2 separate regions of the Triticum aestivum genome follow, and region 2 is linked to region 1. Evidence: chromatin contacts called from public Hi-C data. All regions are on one chromosome and are shown on one strand. Each heading gives the region's core, a stretch centred on a gene start, on an enhancer-like site or on the middle of the called end of the contact. The rest is flanking DNA. Distances are from core to core; before and after follow the strand shown.

Region 1 (4,448 bases), core at 568-3,067:
AACAAAAAATGCCATGTTATGTTCAATCACAAATGTCATGCATCATACAACAACAAAAATGCCATGATACAATCTTACCAAAAATACCATAGTATTTTGATGGGTATTTTTATATCATGTTACATGGCAACTATTAGTAGTATAACATGGCTGTTTTACGAAAATGCCTTTCAGTGGACGTGTGCATTGCTGGACTTTAGGAAAAGCGTATTTCCACAGCGCAAAAAAAAGAAAGAAATTGTACATACACAAGTAGACATATAAAACGTTCAAGAAAATTTTCATGACAATATACTTTCATACGTGGCGTAGACAAAAAAAGAAAATAAATAAATAAAAATGGTTCAATCTTTTTATTGTTGGGCCGGGATTTTGTTTCTTTATGTAACTTGCAAATCATAATATTTTTGAACGAAATTTCACAGCTCCACCATGAGTATGTATAAGTTTTCATAATTTTAAAACTTGGAAATATGACTTTTGAATAATTTGAAAAAACAGGAGTCAATGCCCCCGTCCACCAAAAGGTCGCTCCCGTCTATTTTAGTACTACAACTATTAATAGTATAGCATGGCAACTATGGAATTTTTATTGTTTTCCACATGGCATTTTTATTATGCCATGGCATAAAGTGTTGTATGTTCCATGGCATTTTTATTGAACTTAACATGGCATTTTTTTGTCATGTCATGTTCAATAAAAATGTCATGCATCATATAACAAAAAATGTCATAATATAATTGTACAAAAATGTTCAGACATGGGAAAAAATGTACGTGAAAATGCCATAATGCAAATTAACTACTTTGCCATGATGCTCGTAGAACACATCATGGCGTCATCCTAATTTAGGACGATGCCTCAAAACGTGGCAAATTCAGAAAATATGTGCTAGCTTCATATGGCAAAATTAGAAAAAAAAAAAGACTCATATAAGACATGGCAAAAGGAACCTGAAAGTGACACCCCGTAGGTTAGTCATTATAGTGGCCACACGCCCATACCTTGTCACACGATGCTCAAGCACATGGCAGTTTCAGAAAATCATGTGCTATGTTCATAGGGCAAATTCGGACAAAACTGATACAAAGTTCATGGCAAAATGAACCTGAAAAGTAACCATGGTATTTCATCGGATGGGCTAAACATCCACATAGATGTGGAATTAAGGGGTTGTTTAGTTTAAGACTAAGTTTGCCAAAGCTTGCCACATCTAAGGTTAGGCAAGTTTGACCAACTTAGGTGTGTGTTTGGTTCAAGCCACATTTTAGGCAAGCCACATTATGATCCCACGTTACATACACACAAAAAGTGTGGTAAAATTCCCTTAGGCTTGCCAACTCGTGGCTCTCATTTTGAAGAACTAACCTTAGGCAAGTTTGACAATATTGTATGGCAAAGTGTGGCACTCCTAGGCCTAAAACCAAACAGTCCCTAAGAAAGAAATAATCTCCCCCAAAACGAAGTACTAAAACAAACACAGGGATTGGATCCTCACGACGCGCACCGGCACCACCCAACGCGCTGCGACAGAGTGGACAACAACGACGGCGATGAAGACACGCCGGTGCTCCACCTTGCACGTCCGACGCGGGCCGCTAGTTCTCCACCACGCGCGGCTGAAGGAGCGGCAACCACTGTGCTCCTCATGTGCAGACGCGGCGGGCCACCCCGGTGCTCTTCTTGGCGCAACCGACGCGAGTCGCCGGTGCTCCTCCACCGCGCCGACTGACCGGAGCCCCCCAAGAGGCGCGCGGCCCTGATGGCGATCAGGAGGCCCCCGCCCCCCCCTCCGTAATCGCCCTGTCCATCGATGCCCTCTTTGTCACGAATCCTGGTCGGCGGCCCGCTAGGAGAGGTCGCCGAGGTGGTGGCTTGCTCGTCGTGTGGCACCGCTGCGTCGCGCCAACCATGCCGGACTGGCCTAACGGCTTGTCGCATACGCGAGCCACCGTTGCGGCAGTGCCTCCTCCGGGGACGGCGGCTGCTCCGCCTCTCCGGGGAAGGAGGGGGCGGGGTTGGATTCCTCGGCGACCGCCGCACCACCGGGATCGCCAGCTCGGCCCGCGGTGAGTGGATTTGATGGGGAATGATAGCATTGGGGTAGAGACGGAGAGCAGTGGGGGAGATACCCAAATTGTCCGCGAGTGTCCGTTTGGATCGAATACCCAAATTGTTCGCGAGTGTCCCTTTGGATCGAACCGGACACAAATGATGGCACAACGCGCACCAGCGTCTGTATTTTGTCTGTGCGCGACCTATTTCATGCCCAAATTTGGGTCACGTTTGTGTCGGCGCGGACAAACAGTGGACGTGTGCGACGTCCACCCTTAGCCTCCCCCGGCCCACGAGTCGGTGACACAGTGGCCATTTCTCCCTTTCTCCCCTTGACCACCAGCTAACCAACCCGCCCCCTCGTCGCCGGCACCCAGTTCTGGTGCCCAGGCCAGCCGCCCGCACCCAGATACCTCCACTAGCAACACGCCACCCTTCGACGACCCCATACTACGGCGTCGGTAGACCGTTTTTGCCGCCGTCGCAGTACTCCAACGTCGACGGCACCCCCTCGCCTCCACCGACTGCCGCACCGCCTTACGCGTGTACCTCGTTCGCTAGACGCCGCCACGTTCGCCTCCATGCAGATAATCCTGCTACCTGGTCTCATAGAGGCGCGAGGCTCTTCACCAACCGGCTTCTTCCACCACACCCGCAAGGTGTTCGACGGTTCGCCCGCAAGGTACAAATGGACGCCGGTGACGAGTACTTTCAATAATTTCATTTGCGATTCGGATGATTCGTCGTCCGATGATGAGGAGATTGTGGTTGCTGCTTTGGTCATCCATGACCACATTAGTAGGCAGTGGCTGATGTATAGGGGCTAGATCACGGGGCATACTCTGGCGTTGAATCGCAACAGAGAGAGCGGCCATTGCCTACTCCGGCAGGACTATTTCGAGTCCCCTAATAGGCTCTTCAAACACCACCTATTTCGGCGCCGCTTTCGGATGGCTAGACATGTGTTCAACCATATCCGGGAGGGGGTGGTGGCGTATGATAACTATTTCGAGAGCAAGGAGGATGCCCTGGGAAAGATTGGCTTCTCCTCTTATCATAAATGCACTGCAGCTATTCGGATGCTTGCAAGTACCCGGTGATCTCATTGATGAATATATTCGAATGAGCAAGTCCACATGCCTAGACTCCATGCACAAGTTCTGCAAGGCTATGGTAGCAGTGTTTGCCCCAGAGTACTTGAGAGAGCCGACTGTTGTAGAGACAACCCGGTTGTCGGTGACCAATGCCAGTAAGGGCTTTCCGGAGATGCTTGGTAGCGTAGATTGTATGCACCTGGAATGGAAGAACTGTCCTTCTGCTTGGCAGGGGAAATATAGTGGCCATGTGAAAGCTTGCACTGTCATACTTGAGGCCGTGGCTTCACAAGATCTCTGGATTTGGCACTATTTCTTCGGCATGGCCGACTCTCACAATGACACCAACATGCTTCATCGCTCTCTGGTGTTCGCAAGGCTTGCTGAAGGCAACTGCCCATAGATCAATGGCCACCACGACAACAAATGATACTACCTAGCTGACGTTATCTATCGTCAGTGGACTACTCTTGCGAAGACAATCCCCAACCCTGTAGGAGAGAAGAGGAAGAGATTTGCCTAAGCACAAGAGAGTGCTAGGAAGGATGTGGAGCGTGCCTTTGGTGTTCTTCAATCTCGATGGGGCATCATTCGATATCCCGTTGGAACTTGGAGCACCAAGAAGTTGTGGGAGATGATGATTGCTTGTGTAATCATGCTCAACATGGTCGTAGAGGATGAACGTCTGGATGAAATCTACGACAATAGGTTTCAATGTCAGGGTGAAAGTGTTGTGCCTAAGCATGGAGGAGCGGCAACGTTTGCACAATTCACTGGATTTCATCATCAAATGTATCATTGAAAAACTCACATTCAACTGCAAGATGATTTGGTTGAGCATATGTGGGCTTACGTTGGCAACCAATAGATGTATCGGCTATTTTTTCTTTTTAATATATTTGTGAAAATTTAAATTTTATTTGGCTTGTAAACTATGAGATATTATTTGGTTGGGAAACTATAAGTTTAAATTTGATTGAATTGTGTGAACTTGGGGCAATTTATCTTATGTGTATGCAAAAAGAGAGAAACACGGACCGCATTCCGGCCTTGCAGACAAAAATGCGTTCATATGTTAGGTCCACTGCTAACCCAAGCACGAAAGAAGGCGGACACACCGATCCAAATAAACAAAAAGCAAAAAAAAACCACGTCCGTTTGGGTCAGTGCGTTGGAGTTTGTTTAAAAGAGAGCGGTGCTCTCTGTTCGATGGGTTCGAGCATACAACGAACGCCTTCAGAAAAATGACGTGGCACCTTACTGTGCATCAAGATTCGTAGTAGAAAATGTCTAACGGT
Region 2 (4,391 bases), core at 599-3,098, 480 kb after region 1:
CCTCCTTCTTCTCCACCTTCATCGGAGCCGGCTGCTGCTCCTTTCCCTCCTTCTCCTTCGTCTGCTCCTCCTCCTCTAGCTCCGGCAAGTCTGGAGGCAGCCCGACAGCGATGCAGGCAGCGCGCGCGATGCGCCTCCCCCGGATCTCTTGCTCGATCTGGTACTGGCGCTCTGGCGTGAACATAGCGTAGGTGGTTATCTTTTGCCGGACCATGGAGAAGCCGGAGAGCGTGCGAAGAGCGACGGAGCGGGAGAGAGGAGGTGGATGGGCTCGGGTTGGCGGCACAGAGAGGGAGGAGGTCGATGGGATAGGGTTGGGGGACGCCGACCGGCTTAAATAGCCGCATTTGGCCTCCGGCGGTGAGCTAGAGCGGAACCACACATCGTTCACACCCCACCGGAGGAGATGTCTATCGGATCACCGGGTTTCCGGGCGATTTCGCGTGGGACCTCGTCGTCAGTCCGATGTGGCGGACGCATTCAAGCGCCCTCGTATCCACCCCAGATTTGGGCTGAATATGAGGGGTGCCGGTCAGCCCGGGCGTTTCAGGCCCGTTTGTGGCGCCCGTGCGGGTCGAATTTTCATGACCGGGCCGTCCGCCCGGGCATTTGAGGCTGGTTTGGGGTGCATGGTTGTAGATATTTCTTAACACAATACAATACAGACGCAAACGCTCATATGTACGCACATATACCAACCCATATGAGCGAACACATGCACACCCTACCTTTATTAGCACATCGTTAAACATCAAGTCGGCATATCATCTTAGAGACTCTACGAAGTCATCGTAGGCGCCTCGTAGTCAACTAAAACGCATCCCACTAAACATGCATCGTCAGAAATCCTGAAATAAATTCAAAATAAATGCGAGCAGCAGAATTTAAATCCTGTGGGCTAAGGATAGCACCGTTCACTTGCTCTAAAGCAAGCAGCGGTAGGCCACCATGCACCCGGTGGCGTCCGGATCCAAAATACGACGCCCCGCACAGCACCGCACCGCAGCGAAATTCTAAATTTAAATTTACTGGCCTTTAATAATGATCCAGTTAAGTGACCGCGGCAATCCGCGTATACAATGACATCTTCCGGATCTCCTCCGTGGTTAATGATATTATAAACTACCGGGTGTTTTTAAGGAATATCTTAATTCATTGAAGTAGAAGTAGGCCAGTAGTGCGGTGAAGGTTGGTGGCCGGCGGGCCCCGCCGACGTCACCCGCCCCGCCACGTCGGAGCCCACGAGCAGAACGTTACGCGAAAGAGAAAAAGAAAAGAAAAGAAAAGCGGATGAGACGGAGAGATGCGTGGGCCCCGCCCGCCCTCCACTGCCTGCCTGGAGACTTTCCCTCGTGCCCTTTTAACCCACCCGCAGCGACCGGTGCGCGCAGGCGCCACGTCAGCCGGGTGAAACCCTCCGCACTGTCCAGATCAGGCCCATCCACGCGGACCCGCGTGTGGTGGTCCCCGGGCTAAAGCCGATGGCGTACCCCCATTTCTTTATTCCTTGCTTTATTTATTTTGCGTGGAGTGTTAAGTTTTTACTAAAGGATAAAAAAATTGGTTGGGGAAGGGAACAAATGGGCGCCATCACCCACCCACCCACCTGCTATTGCCCGTGGACGGTTCGGGGCTCGGCTGCCCCGCCACGTGTCGGTCATCGGGCCATGCTTGTTGCGTAAGGAAGCGTCCACGAGATTTTATCGCGTGTTCCGTTGGGTGCTAGGCGGTGGGGGCGGCCACGGTGGCAGCGGCGGGGGCGGGGCCGTCGGATGCGTCGGGCGGATCCTGGCCGTCGGATGCGGGCATGGGCAGCGACAAAAAGAGGATGAGGCCTAGAAAGCGAGCCACAAGGGGAGGGGAGGAGGCCACACCAGACCAGAGAAGCAGCAGCCATTTCCTTCCAGCCGAGGGAGACGAGAGGAGAGCACTCTTCCCTCTAGGAGAGGAGTAGCATCGAGAGAGGGAGAGGGAGGAGATACTCGTGAGCACGAGGGGAAGGAGAAGGAGGGCGGGCTCTCTCGCTCTCTCCCTCCATCTGCCTTGTTGAGGCGGTTGGTGCGTGGATCTGCGCGGCGGCGGCGGTGTCTGCCGGACGCCGGCGACGCGGCGGCGACTAGGAGGGGAGATCGGAGGCGCATGCCTCAGATCTGACATGGAGCGGATCCGGGAAGGCAGGAGGGCCGCACTGGCCATGTCCGGCGGGGCGCCACCGCCGCGGCGGCGGCTGAGGAGCAACGGCGGCGGCGTCTCCGGCGGCGCGGGGCCGAGGGGCTCGCCTCGGTCCGAGAGGAGGCGGGGGGAGCGGCTCATGCTCAACGGCAACGGGCGCGACGACGGCGACGACACCTCCGACGACAGCCTCGGCGACGACGACGACGACGCCGACGAGGAGCTCGCCGCCTCCGCGCCCAGGTTCCCGCCGGTGCAGCGCCGCTCGCCCAGCACGGCGCCCCCGCCGTCCCCGCCACAGCCTGGCGCCGCGCACCACCACAGCAGTAGCAGCAGCGGCGGCGGCGGCGGCGGCGGTTACAACAACCACCACCACCACGGGCAGCAGCAGATGCACCGGAGGGGGGGCTCCAATCCCAAGGGCCCCATAGTGTGGAAGGCCGCCGACGAAATGATCGGCGTTCCAGTCCCGAGGAAGGCGCGCTCAGGTATGCTATGCACCGCAAAACAAGCAAATTTTCGCTCTTCTTGCCGCTTCTGTTTCCCTAATCTCACCGGCGTTCCTCCTGTTTTCCGCAGCTTCTACCAAGAGGTCTTCGCACGAGTGGACAGGCCCCGGCGGTGGAAGCGGCGGCGCCGTCGCTGTAGACGGCTCGCAGATCCAGCGGCCTTCTTCACGGCCGATCTCGCCGGCATCCACATCGGCCACCGCCCCTGTTCGGAAAAAGCTGGTGCGTTTTTCAGGCCGACAGAATCCATCTCCCCTCATGATTCCCAACTCCTGCCCTTACTGATTTCCCTCTCTCTCTCCGGTGTCTCGCAGAAAACACTTGGCGGCGGTGGGAGCAGCGGCGGTTCTGGGCCTGTACCGAAGCAGCGGCCGTCGCCGGCATCAGCTCCTCCGGCAGCCCCGCCTCAGCCGCCACCAGCAAAGATTTCCAAGTCGCCATCGTTCATTCAGGAGGAGATCGAGGTCGCCGAGGTGCTATTTGGCCTGACACGGCAGTTCCCCTGCCCTCCCAAGCAGGAGAACACGAACCACAAGCCGGAGCCAAAGGACGCGCCGGAGGCCAAGTCCGGGAACTCTTCGCCGGCTCCGTCGTCATCTGGCGTCCGGCCGGCAGATTCAGCCTCTCTCACCACTACAGGTGGGCAGCTCGTAAATTTTTATCTTGGAATGATTTTTTGTTGCTAATTTTGGTTTTGTGGGTCTAATAAACTCTCTCGCTGCTTTTGCCAGCCCCAAAGAGGAAGCGGCCACGGCTCGTCAAGTACGACAACGAGAACCTCCCGGCGAGCCCAGCAAAACCGGACACGGCAGAGCCGCCCTCAAGGCCGGAAGTTCCTCCGGTGGCGAGATCAGATGCGAAGCCGTCGGTGTTGGCTGTGGCCGAAAGTGGCGCCAGCAGCACCGCCGCCGCCACCGCTGGTGCGCAGCAGGAGTCAACCCGGGAGCCAGAGAAGAGGGAGGACCACAGAGGAAGAGATCCAGAGCTCCGGGCCAGCGAATCAGATCGACGGGATCCCGGGCCCGAGAGCAGCCGGGCCGAGCCGCCGGCAGCAGCAGTCAAGCCCGACGGCGAGGCTGCTGCGCCGGTCGGCTCTGAGGCCAGGAATGGGGAGGCCACCACCGCGACAAAGAGGTGGGCCATTTGGATTTTTTATATTATTGGTGTTGTGATAACCATTATTGCCTTTGGATTGTGCCGATCTGATTAGTATATTCACAATTTCGTGTGAATTGTTTTATTTTTTTATCAGTGAGCTGGCATCTGATGGCGCTCGGCAAGAAAAGTTTTGCATTGATCTCATGGTGGGTATCTGCTTTTCATGTGTGTGTGTGTGTGGCTGAATTGGTCTTGCGGAATTTGCTGGGCAAAGATTGAAAACGACAATTTTTTGCCGCAACTGTTGATTGGCTTTTTTGTTTTCTTTTCAGCCCTTTTTTTATCTCACCCTTTTCTCTCCCCTTGTGCTTGTTCCGACCCTGATGCGGATAAGAAGGGATTGGATTCTGAGATGGACGTGGTGGGTGCCTCTGTCTGCTTCAGTTTCACCAATTCTGTTGATTGACCTCCTTAGCGGCTGGAGCATTGGATGTTTGATTCTGATCGGTCCATTTCTTGTTCATCTTTTGCTCCGACTTCAGGATGTGAGAGGAAATTCTGAAAAGAAAGATGGCGAGAGGACCCGGAGAGGCCTGGAGATCAATCTGGAGG

What was found. A called contact is a pair of places that touch in the nucleus more often than the background predicts.
Region 2: a Hi-C map of leaf shows a contact between it and region 1, with 5 times the contacts expected there. The contact joins the promoter of LOC123052349 here to the enhancer-like site in region 1. A contact is called at or near these places in 3 of 5 Hi-C or Micro-C datasets (leaf and an unstated tissue) and 1 of 1 datasets of contacts at active chromatin or transcription factors (leaf).

Annotation. Positions count from the first base shown.
Region 1 is chr2D:159,778,329-159,782,776 of IWGSC CS RefSeq v2.1, forward strand. No RefSeq gene overlaps it. Among protein-coding and RNA genes, the nearest start is that of LOC123052348, 3.6 kb to the left of the region's middle. Within about 2 kb of position 1,818, at least 1 of the 8 cell types and tissues checked has an H3K27ac peak or open chromatin away from gene starts, as enhancers often do.
Region 2 is chr2D:160,260,095-160,264,485 of IWGSC CS RefSeq v2.1, forward strand. It overlaps LOC123052349 (protein TIME FOR COFFEE), which reads left to right and starts at 1,849. Exons shown (of 12, transcript XM_044475489.1): 1 at 1,849-2,660; 2 at 2,752-2,903; 3 at 2,996-3,320; 4 at 3,413-3,815; 5 at 3,934-3,985; 6 at 4,177-4,200; 7 at 4,322-4,391. The coding sequence starts at 2,156.